Linked DNA regions of Mus musculus: region 2 is linked to region 1. A link is a contact called in public Hi-C data. All regions are on one chromosome and are shown on one strand. The core of a region is the stretch at or near the end of the contact, and the rest is flanking DNA. Distances in the headings are between cores, read along the strand shown. Region 1 has its middle 44 kb from the start of Ripor2. Region 2 overlaps Aldh5a1 (aldhehyde dehydrogenase family 5, subfamily A1).

The links. Hi-C and Micro-C count contacts between places; a contact is called where the count stands out from the background.
Region 2: a contact with region 1 is called in a Hi-C map of CD8 T cells, with 2.4 times the contacts expected there. The contact joins two enhancer-like sites. A contact is called at or near these places in 2 of 39 promoter capture datasets (liver and stem cell-derived epiblast-like cells), 2 of 484 Hi-C or Micro-C datasets (CD8 T cells and embryonic stem cells) and 1 of 115 datasets of contacts at active chromatin or transcription factors (embryonic stem cells).

Annotation. Positions count from the first base shown.
Region 1 is chr13:24,592,038-24,598,083 of GRCm38.p6, reverse strand. It overlaps a transcript of Ripor2 not described here. Among named protein-coding and RNA genes, the nearest start is that of Ripor2, 44 kb to the left of the region's middle. Within about 2 kb of position 3,578, at least 16 of the 459 cell types and tissues checked have an H3K27ac peak or open chromatin away from gene starts, as enhancers often do. A contact at or near this core is called in CD8 T cells, where this site is marked.
Region 2 is chr13:24,917,447-24,923,210 of GRCm38.p6, reverse strand. Aldh5a1 (aldhehyde dehydrogenase family 5, subfamily A1) reads left to right here. Exons shown (of 10, transcript NM_172532.3): 5 at 3,389-3,532; 6 at 4,567-4,710. Among named protein-coding and RNA genes, the nearest start is that of 4932702P03Rik, 15 kb to the right of the region's middle. Within about 2 kb of position 1,745, at least 27 of the 459 cell types and tissues checked have an H3K27ac peak or open chromatin away from gene starts, as enhancers often do. A contact at or near this core is called in CD8 T cells, where this site is marked.

The sequences.
Region 1 (6,046 bases), core at 2,329-4,828:
AAGTGAGTGTTACCTTACTTATTTTAGGAAGAAGTGAATAAAGATAGGACCTGTAAAAAAAAAAAAAAAAAAACCCAAAAACCCAAAACAACAACAACAATCCAAAACCAAAATCCAAATAAACAAACAAAAAACATGGCTGGCAAGATGGCTCAAAGGGTAAGAGCACTGATTGCTCATCCGAAGATCCTGAGTTCAAATCCCAGCAACCACATGGTGGTTCACAACCATCGGTAATGAGATCTGACACCCTCTTCTGGTGTGTCTGAAGACAGCTACAGTGAACTCATATATAATAATCAATAAATTTTTGGGCCTGAGCGGTCAGAGTCGACTGGAGTGAACGGGGCTAAGCAGGACTGACCAGAGCAAGTAGAGGTCCCAAAATTCAATTCCCAACAACCACATGAAGGCTCATAACCATCTGTATAGCTGCAGTATACTCATATACATAAAATAAGTAAATTGATTAAAAAAGAAAAACAATTGCCCCTTATAAGTAGGTCTGGACAGGATTCCAGCATTGTAGTGGACAAAAATTGAGCATGAGGTCTGCTCCCTGAAAGCTTTAAGAAGACATATGACCCAGGTGAACGGTAGTAGTCATAGAGTTGATGTGGGTGTACCATAGAAGGAAGTGCTGGGCACATTCATTGGTTGACTAGATTGCTTCATCTTCCCATTCCCCATGTCATACTGAAAGCTCTAGTCCCCTAGTTATGGCTATATCTGGAATATGAAAGTAAAGGTAAACGAAGTCCTAAGGCTGGGGTGGGGTGGGTCCCTGATCTAATGCAACTAGTGTCCTTGTACAAGGATATGCCAGAGAGCTCCATCTTTAAAGCATACACCAGGAAGTAGGGCAGCTGAGGGCAAGAAGGGAGCCCTCACAGAATCCACTGTGATGTGTTTCAGTTCATGCAATGCCAAAATATGGCACTGTGGCATTTAAAGAAACAGCTCAGTCTGAGGAAGATGAGTTCTGGCTGGGAAAATAGCCTGTGATAGGGACTGCCCGGCTTGTATGAAAGCTCTAGCTACAGCCCCTTAGTACTGAAAAATAAAACCAACAACAACAAAGGTGAACTGGGTTGGTTTCACCTTCCCCTTGTCCTTCTCCAAAGCCAACATAAGACCCCCGCTGAGAAGTCCGTTCTCTGCACAAGAAGGAATGTTCTTCTATTTATAAGGAAGATCTACTTATTGTACTTATAGGAATATACTGTAGCTGTCTTCAGACAAACCAGAAGAGGGCATCAGATCCCATTACAAGTAGCTGTGAGCCACCATGTGGTTGCTGGGAATTGAACTCAGGACCTCTGGAAGAGCAGTCAGTGCTCTTAACCACTGAGCCATCTCTCCAGTCTGAATGCTCTTATTTTTTACAGACACAGAGAAACTCAACACTCAGCTACCCCAGCTCCCAGCGTAAATCAGACTTCTCTTACCCAATCACCTCTCTGTTCAGCTCTTCATCAGTCCATAGCATAAGTAGGCACAGGTTTCTCTGTTTTAGAACAAAGAGTTTTCATTCCTGAAAACCCTTGTGTCCTGTAGGGCTTATATTAAGTTCATTTGAGTGTTTTTCTCTAGTTCTTCTGTCTCTGTATACAGGGGTCTCAGCTATGAACTTAAACAAGATGGGAGGGGGGAAAAGGATCTTTTCCTGTCCATCTGAAGCCTTGATCTTGGATTAGAACATTAAGCACCATGAAAAAATAAACCTTTGCTGTCTAAGTTGCCTGGGCAGTGGTTATATTGTTAAGATAGCTTTAGCACACACAGAGTGCCAGAATGAAATGCCCTTGAGGAAAGACTGGCAAGTTAGATCAAATACCAGCTAACACACAGAGTGGCTGCTCTGCACTCGGCAGGTAGCCCCTCCCTATTCAGCAGGTAGCCCCTCCCTACTCAAGCTTTTTTGCATCTGAAGCTACTAACATCTGGTATAATTGCATCCTTGGCAGAGTGGGCAAAAAGAAGTCTTACATTAGAACCCAGAGTCAGCAACCCAGAGGAGGCAAGGACCGGGAGAATGGAGCTGTTCCATGCAACATACTGAACGATGCAGGCCCAGTTCCTCTCAGTGATTTCCTTTGGCAATGCAATGAATAGAATAAGTTAGAGTAGTGACATGCCCAGGGATCACAACATTGAGAACAAGGACAAAGCCTGAGAACGTCTTTGGGATGCCTTTGAGTGGCTGTGGATACATTGAATTCTTCCTAATGGAGACATATTTAACCAAGTAGTAAAATATTATTGAGTTTGATCACGCCTAGTCTGGTTGGTAAGATAGGTAATGTCATATCTACCAGACAGTGTGGGCTAAAATGTCAACCAAGGGTAGCTCCAGGTAAATCCTGGGAGGAGAGTTCACTTCATTTGCCTGAGTTGGTTGCATTCTTAAAAACTCCATGTATTTTGTAGCCAAAAAAGTTAATCAATAACCAGTCCCAGCTGAGTTTGTTATCTTTTCGCCACTATACTTGAGATAATTAGCTTGTAAAGAGGAAAGGGCTATTTTGGATTTTAGTTTTACAGACCCAGGTCCATGCTGAGTTGTATTGCATTTGGGCCTGTGATAATGCACGGCATATGGTGGGAGTGCGTTCCCAGAGCAAGCCTGCTTATCAGATAGCTGGAAAGCAAAAGAGAGGAAGAAAGAAAGAAGTTTGGGTCTCACAGTGTCTTCAACGACACACTCCCCACAATCTAAAAGCCTACACGAGGCCTAGGGTGTGGCTCCATGGTGCAGTGCTTGTCTAGTGCATTAGTTACTTTTCTTATTGCTGTGACCAAAGACCTGACACAAAGCAATTTAAGGGGTGGGGGATGGTCTTTATTTTGGCTCACAGTTTGAAGAGATACAGTCTATCGTGGAAGGAAAGGCTTGGTTACAGGAGGTGGATGATCATATTGTAACTACAGTTAAGAAGCAGAGTGGACAGGGTGTGGGACCTGCTCTCAAATATTAAAGCCCTGACCCACTTTCCCTGACCCACTCACTCAGACCCACTTCCATCAGCAAGCTTTCACCCCCTAAAGGTTCTAAGACCTAAAACATGTCCATCAGCTGAGGACCAAGTGTTGGAGCCACGAACAGATGGGGACATTGCACATTCAAATCACAATACTCTGAGTTTGATACCTGGCATCTCACACACATCCCGCTAGCCCCCATGTATTAAATACTCTACCGTCTCTCAATAGTGTGATTGGTGATAGGACCAAGGATTTAATACATAACCCTTTGGAGATACCGTGCTATGGTCAACTATAACATCTGTCTATGCTAGTCTGTTCTTTCATCTTTATTGTTTCTTTGTTTTATTTGCTTGTTTATTTGTTTGACTCAGGGTCTCATTACATAATCCAGACATAATCCTAATTCTCCTGCGGCAGCCTCTTGAGGACTAGGATTACAAGTATGGCCATGTGTGTGTGGCTGGCATCTGCCAACTCTCTGAAAGTCAAGTGTTCTGATGGCGAGCCCTCCAGATGTGCTGTGTGTGGTGTTTCCTGTGTGGTCTCTCATCAGCCTTAGATGAAACTCCCTATTCCCAGCCTTGTGCTGATGCATGCTGGGAGCACACGGTTCTTGTTCACACTATGAGGTTAGTTAGGTTTTCAACTCAGAAGGCCTTCATCTGTGCTCCCTTCAAAGAAAAAAAATCTCTAATTAGACCTTTTCATTTCTCACAACTGTTTCAAAGCCTAAACCATTCTCTCCCTTGCCTTCTCTTGCCAAGAAAAATATAGGACCTTAGCTGGGACTCACTTTATTCTTTTTACCTTTTCATCTGGAACAATCCTTTCTTCCCCTATGATTGGGATGAAAAGCTCTGTTTGATCTTGTTAAAAATCCTACTGTTTTCTCCTTTTTTTTTTAATACTTCCCCCTGTAATTGCTAAGAATCACATCTTTGTGAAGAATTTAGGAAACAGAAGATGACAAGAAATAAAGTCAAAATCACATGTAACACAGACCTGAGACAGGGGCTGTGGCTACTGCAAGTTTTTCATTCTTCCCTGGAGGTTATCGATACAGGAATAATAAATATTTTCATAATCTAAATTATCCTGCTTAGAAAACTCTGAATAGTAGATCATGGATATTTTTGTATGACCAAAAATATTCCCCAGTGGTGAGATTTTTAAGTATTTTAAACTTAAAAATAACTTGTTTTCCATTTTATTTTTAAAAACAGAGCATGCCATTGCAGAGTTCTTAGAACCTACAGTTAAAAGGGAAAACACTAAAGCCCTTACCTCTGAGATATAATTGGCTGTCATCATTTTAATATAAACCTAATAATAAAAACATATGCAGTTAGGTATTCCATAAAATCTGTGATATACAAGCATTATATCATTTAGTCCTCATAACATACCTCCTTTTAAATGTTATTTATTTAGTTAGTTTATTTATTTGAGACAAGCTCTCTTTGTGTAGTTCAGGTTAGCCTTATATTCAACTCCTGCCTCAGCCTCCAGAGTACAGGTATTATAGGCTAGACCATCATCCCCAGAGTAAGAATTTGTATTTACTGGTGTGGAAATAAAGTCCAGAGAAGCCAGGTGCTCTGTTCAGCCTGGGACTTCAAGAGGCAGTGCCACTGTGAGGCTGTTTCCTGACTCACTGTTCCAGGAGAGCATCTTCCCACACTGATGAAAGAGCATAGCTCTCACAGCTGCCCCAGGTCAGACAGGGAGCTTTGCTTGCTTTCCATCTCCTTTCTTCCTTCCTTCCTTCCTCCCTCCCTCCCTCCCTCCCTCCCTCCCTCCCTCCCTTCCTAGATTTATTTATTTATGTATATGAATACACTGTAGCTGTACAGATGGTTGTGAGCCAGCATGTGGTTGCTGGGAATAGAACTCAGGACCTTTGCTCACTTCTGGCCCCGCTTGCTCCCGCCCCACTCGCTTGGGTCCCACTTGCTTCAGCCCTGCTTGCTCCTGGCCAAAGATTTATTTATTATTATATCTAAGTACACTGTAGCTGTCTTTAGACACACCAGAAGAGGGCATCAGATCTCATTACGGATGGTTGTGAGCCACCATGTGGTTGCTGGGATTTGAACTCAGGGCCTTCGGAAGAGCAGTCAGTGCTCTTAACCACTGAGCCATCTCAGCAGCCCAGAGTTTTGCTTTCTTGTGTTTTGACTTTAAAATTTTGTTTTCTTTTCTGAACCTAGCTGCCCATGGAACTACTTTTGTTTATGCTGTGAATGGATTCTCACTTCAGTTTTTTTTTTCAAAAGTCTAATGGAAATGATCCAAATTTCATTGTAAACAAGTTATTGCCTTGCTGTTTATTTATTATTTATCATTTATTTAGGGATAATATTTCTCACTGTTTCCCAGGCTGGTCTGGAACTCATGAAGTAACTCAGGCTGGCTTTCTTGTGGTGATCCTCCTGTTTCAGACTCTCCAGTACTGGGATTACAGGTATAAACCAACAAGCCACACTTTTCTCTACTAACTTAAAAAGCCACCTCTATTTATTTTATTTTCTTCTTAAAAACAAAAATTTTGGAGACAGAGTTACTTATAGTCCATATTGACCTTAAACTCACTATGTAGACAGGATTGGTCTTGAACCCATGGTCTTCCAGCCTCCACCTCTAGTGTGGTAGGGCCACAGGCATGCTTCACCAAGAACAGCCCTGTGTAACTGCTTCTGCTTCTGTCTTCTGCTTCTGCTTCTGTCTTCACTCATCTTGTTTGGAAACTATTTTATTACCCACTACCTATTCTGGATCTCAGAAGCCTGAGATAGCTTTGCGGCATCTGTACACTTGACTGATTAATTAACTGACCAAAATCTTCCCTCAGTAACATTTACAGACGATATAGCTGTGACAAAAAATGGAAGTTGTCCCTTAGGACTTAGAATCTACAAAGGAACACAATGTTTTAAACAGGCATGGGTGCCACTCCTGTGATGCTCCAGTGCTTTTCTTACACAAATGCTGTCTTACCTGACCATCCCAGCAGCCTAGCACTGCGGGTCCTATTTTTATCTCCATTGCTCATGTGAGC
Region 2 (5,764 bases), core at 496-2,995, 330 kb before region 1:
GTCTCCAGGTTTCCATAGCAGGCACTTTACCCACTGAGCCCCTTGCCAGCCTACTGCCAGTGAAGAAGTGATGGGCGTGCACCTCAAAGGGACCCCATTGGCATAGCGGTTATTTTGAGGTGCAGGAAATATTTCACAAAGAGCCATTCAGCCTAAGTTTTCCTACATGTCACAAGTCAGAAGCATACTTTTAGGAGGGAGTGCTTCATACACTGGAAAACCTTGCAGGTCACCAGAGACTGGAACACAAGACTGTAGTGAACCAGAATAGACACTCAGTGAAATAACCGTATTAGCCTTTGTAGCCTTCCTGCCCCCGTTTTCTCTCTGTGACATTCATAGGACACACTGTCCTATTCAGAGATCCACATGTCCTCCCCTTCCTTCACGCACTGACTGTTCTTTAAGAAGAACATGCTCATCACAGGCTGTGGTCATTCATTACTGTCAATTTTATGCTTTGCTCTTGTCAACCATCTTCTGTCTTCACTGGGATTCTACATCCAGCCTGAATTCACGTAAGAACTAAGTGTCACCAACCTGGTGGAACAAGCCTTATATCCCAGCTATTCAGGAGACTGAGGCAAGAGATCTCAAAGTTCAAGGCCCGCCTAAGCAACTTAGAGTAGCACCATGGTTATTTGAATGGGAAGAGTTCCCCGTAGGCTTGGTCGTTCTGTCTGCTCCTCTCTGTTTCTGTGGACAGTGTTACTGTGCATCGTGCATCCTAGCCTCCTGCCTCGATGGACTGCATCTCTGCTCAACCTGTAGCCGAGATAAACCTGCCTTCCTCAAACTGCTTCTTGTTGGGATTTGATCGCAATGAGGAAGACATATCTCAAAACAACAAGTAAAACCTCGAGCTGGAGAGATAGCCAAGGGGGAGAGTTCTTGCTTAGTACGTGTGAGGCCACGGGTTCAATCCCTAACACCACGGAAACCAGGTCTATATGCCCAAGGCCGCAACCAATATATGCTTGCTCCATCCTCTCCCTCCTTGTCCAGACTTAGTTCTGTAAGGACCTGTGGTTTGCACACTTCTAGTCCTTCCTTAGCTGATGTCTTTCTGGTTGTTTTGTTCTTGGACCTTTGTGTTAGCCAGCTCCCTGTCACTATAATGAAATGCCTGAGTTAATAGCTTATGAAGAGGAAAGGTCTACTTTATCCATAGGTTTTGGAGGTTCCAGGCTATGATCCCTGCACCTTTGTGCCTATGGTAAAACAGCACATCATGGTAAGAACAGTGTGGCAAAGGTAACTGTCCACCTCACAGCCCCAAAGCAAAAGAAAGAGGAAACGCTTGGCTCCACGATGCCCTTTGGAGGGGTCTGAACTCCTTTTCTTGTTGCTGTGACAGATGTCTGACAGGGGCATGGAAGGAGACTTGTAGCTTTAGGGGATGCAGTTCATCATGGCCCTGAAGTCATGTCCTCAGGAGCCTGAGGTAACCTGTTGAGTTAGGTTTGCAGTCAGGAGGCAAAATCAAGTGAATGGCGTTCTCAGCTGGCTTCCTGTTTTCCTCTTTTGACTGGGTCTGCGGACCCCAGCCCACAGGTGACGAGTGTCTCCTGTGCTCGGTCACATGTCTCCTAGGCTGTCCTGTACATCAGCAATGAATGTCATCACAGGGAGCAAGCCTTTGGTGATCTAAAGACCAGGGGCTAAGCCACTACACTTGAAGCCTTCGCTTGGGAGGCGGAGGCAGAAAGATTGATGTCAGCCTGGCTACCCAGGAAGAGCCTGTCGCAAACTAAACAAACAAGCAGAAGGCCTGCCTCCATTGGTACCCACCCCTCTTGACTTCCTGTGGTAGCACCCTGACAGAAAGCAGCCAACACAAAGGTTTTGTGGGTTACTTTTTCTTTCTCATGTTCTTGTAGCTTGGTGGTCATTTCTGATTTTTTTTTAAACTCTCAATTTTTTTTATTGTATTCTCTCTAATTATTCTGACTTACAGGTTTGCATCTGCATTTTTCCAGGTGGTCTGCCTGTGTCCCGGGGGGTCCCGTGAGCACCCATGGGCTTCCCTTGGGTCTGTCCGGGGGCGTTCTCTGGGCTCCCTCCTCACATAGGTCTTATCCCGCAGGCCTCTACCCACTTGCAGTTTCTGTCTGTGGAGAAACTTGGTCCCTCGGTCTTCTCATAAATAATGTCCTGATATTTGGATTTGCTACCACATTGCTGATTTGATTTGTTTTAATACTTTGATTAACATACAAGGACATTCGCTTCATACTTATTGTTTTTGTGAGAGATTAGTGAGATTAAAAACCTTGCTAACAAAAACAAACAAACAAAAAACCTTACTAACTACTCCAGTAATATCAGTACTGGGGAGGTTGAGGCAGGAGGATGGCCACCATTTTGAGGCTAATGAGGGCTATAGAGATCTGGGAAATTCAGGACAGACCTGCTCTAGACCCTGTCCTGGCAAGGCCCAGGTCCCCAGGTCAGGTGGCTGGGGTCAGTGGCTGCTTCCCTCCTCCCCAGATCTTCACCTCTGTTGAGTTCCTCCTGTCTGTGCCTCCCTTTCCTCAGCTCTGACCCACAGGAACTAGTGAGCAGCTTCGTGAGTTTTCTCTAGACATCCTTTCCCCGCTCCACGCTGGAGTCTACAGTCAGTCAAAAAGCTTGAGATTTGCCTCAGACTGAACAGGAGGTGGCGCTAAAGCTCTTACCTAAGACACTGTACTTGGTGGATGGAACTCACATTGCTACTTAGTTATACCCATGTATTTATTTAGGAGGCTAGGAGGGTAGTTCAGTCACAGTGTGTGCTTAGCAGAGAGAGACTGTGGCTTTAATCTTTAGCACATATGTGCGTGTGAATAGACATATACACACATAGTCACACATATACATGCACATATATGGACCTAAAAGAAGGTTTTTTATTGGTGCTGATGTTAACATATTTTTAAATCTTTAATTACATTTATATGTGTATGGGAGGGGGAACTGTACCCAAACCAGAAAAGAGTATAGGATACCCTGGAGCTGGAGGGTGGTAAGCTATGGGTGATGGGAACTAAACTCGGGTTCTCTCAAAGAGAGCCATACATGCTAATAGGCACTGAGCTGTTTATCCAGCCCATAATATATTATTGTGAGGGAATAGGGTGTCCTATAGCCCAGGCTGGCCCTGAACTCACTATGTAATCGAAGATGACCTTGAGTTTGTGATCCTCCTGCCTTTACCTCCCAAGAGTTAGAGTTATAGACGTGCACCACCAGGTCAGATTCTCTTCAGTATGGTTTTTACTGTGGCCCAAGGCAACTTATGTTTTACATTGCATTCCGGGTTAAACATGTTTACTTCTGGTTCTGTTTGTTTTGTTTTTTTTCAGTTCAATCCTTGTTATGGTGTGTTTGCTGTTTCTCTTTAAAGCTTGCAAACCAGGCGGGAATCCCTGCAGGTGTCTACAACGTCATTCCCTGCTCTAGAAACAAGGCCAAGGAAGTGGGAGAGGTCCTGTGTACCGATCCATTGGTGTCCAAAATTTCCTTTACTGGCTCAACAGCAACGGGAAAGGTATGTAATGTCAGAGCCAAACAGGTGTTACTCTAATGCTTTCTATTTACAGGGTGTGAGATTACTATTGTATGGTTTTGTTTAATTTTATTGGAGACAAGGTCTACATAGCCCTGGCTGGCCAGGAACTTGCTATGTAGACCAGGCTGGTCTTGAACTCACAGAGAGATCCACTTGTCTCTCAAGTGCTGGGATTGAAGAAATATACCACCACGCCTGGCCTGTCGTGTCATTGTTGAATTGATGGTATGGTTTAAAACTCAGGACAGTGTTAACGTTGTTCGTCTTTGCCATTGCCGCAGCCCTCAATGTCACTGTCCTTCCCCCTTTCTGTAAATAATCACTTCTACTTCCCTACTACCTTCCTAGCCATTTTTTAAATCAAATCTATCAAAATAAGAATCTGTATGCTCCAGAATACATTGCATACATGTATGAACTTCTCAAAGAATAAATACAAAGATATTTAAAACAATATATTCTCATGTTTCCTTTTTCTTATGCAAAATGATATCTAAAGCAAGGTGACTTTGTGCCTACCTTAAATTTTCATCCTTGGGTAATTTTGTAAAACAAAGGTTTTAGCTGCCTTCTATGCTGGTTTTCTGTTGTTGTAAAATACGTGAGAAAAGTAACTTAAAGGAGGAGGGATGCTTGGGGACGTTTGGCTCCTGGTATAGGAGGTTCCGTTCCTGTCCATGGTCACTTGGCTCCCTTGTTTTTATCCCTGTAGTGAGGCAGAAGTCTCATGGAAGGAGGCCTTGGTGGTGAAGAGCTGCTCACCTTCTAGTGGCCAGGAAACAAAGAGAGAGAGAAAGGGGTCCAGGACCAGATACATCCTCCAAACACATTTCCCCATGACCTCCTTCCTGAGCTAGACCCCAGTCCCTAATGAATACCCCCCTCAGCTAGAATTGGTGACCACTCTTTGGACATTTGGGCCATCAGAGGAAGGTACTTTCTATGCAAACAATAACACCCTGGCCATTGATTTGGATGCTCACATTATTTTCCTCCTACTGTGCCTCCTGCAGATCCTGCTACATCACGCAGCAAATTCTGTGAAGCGTGTCTCCATGGAGTTGGGTGGCCTCGCCCCATTCATTGTCTTTGACAGTGCCAACGTAGACCAGGCCGTCGCGGGGGCAATGGCGTCTAAATTTAGGAATGCTGGGCAGGTGAGTCATGCAGAATGTTTTGGTGCTGGGGTAAGGGGATGCATATGTGTTTTACAAAGACCAAGGCCTTGCCTCTCTTCCGGTTCCTTTGTTCATCTGCTCAGTCATTGTGTAGCAAGTGTTTACCTAGTACTTTCTGTCAGGCATGAGGTAGGCTTGAATAGTCCAAAGAGAAGTAAGAGCTAGTCTGTTGCTTCAAAGCATTTCCAGAATTGCAAATGTCTTTATGTATATGTGTTTGGTGTATGTGTCTCAATGCACAGACATGTAGGCCCATGACCCCTTTCCAGTATATGCAGAAGCCAGAAGAGGATGGCTGCCATCCTCTATCACTCTCTACCTTATACCCCTGAGACAGGGTCTCTCATTGAACCTGGATCTAGATAGGCCAGCAAGCCCTGGTGATACTCTTATCTTCCCATTCCCACTGGTGCTGGGACTACAAGCAAGAGCAGCCACACCTGGCTTTGTTATGTGGGTACCAAGGATTTGACTGCAAGTCTGAATGTTATATAGTATCTTTTTTACCCACTGAACCATTTCCCCCACTCCTTGTCTTCTAATCAAATAATCCTTCCTTACTTCTTTCTCCCACCTCTTGAATCATCTTGTCATGGTTGTCCCTTCCCAGTTTGAACACAATGTTTAACAGCTAAGGCCTGAGGTCTCCCGTGGTATAGGAAAGAAGGCAGGAAAACCCCAAAGTTGACGCAGAGCAGGGGACACGGAGCAGCGTGAGCACCGAGCGGTAGCTGTGTGCAGTTGTTGTGAGGACTGAACGAGCTGACGCTCGCCTAGAAACCCTAGATGTCAGATCTGGCAGCACCTTCAAGACTTCTGATATAAACCTAGGGCTGAAAGCAAAACCACTGAGTGACTTGGCGCTATGAGCCAAGGGTCCTGTAAACCCTCTTCCTGCTGGTGTCCGAGCCACTGCTATTGCTTAAGGCATATTCTTATGACCTATATGTCTTAGGACATTCATTGGTGTCCAAAATTTCCTTTACTGTCAGGCATTCATAGGCAACTGGGCCTTAAGAGTACAATCAACAAA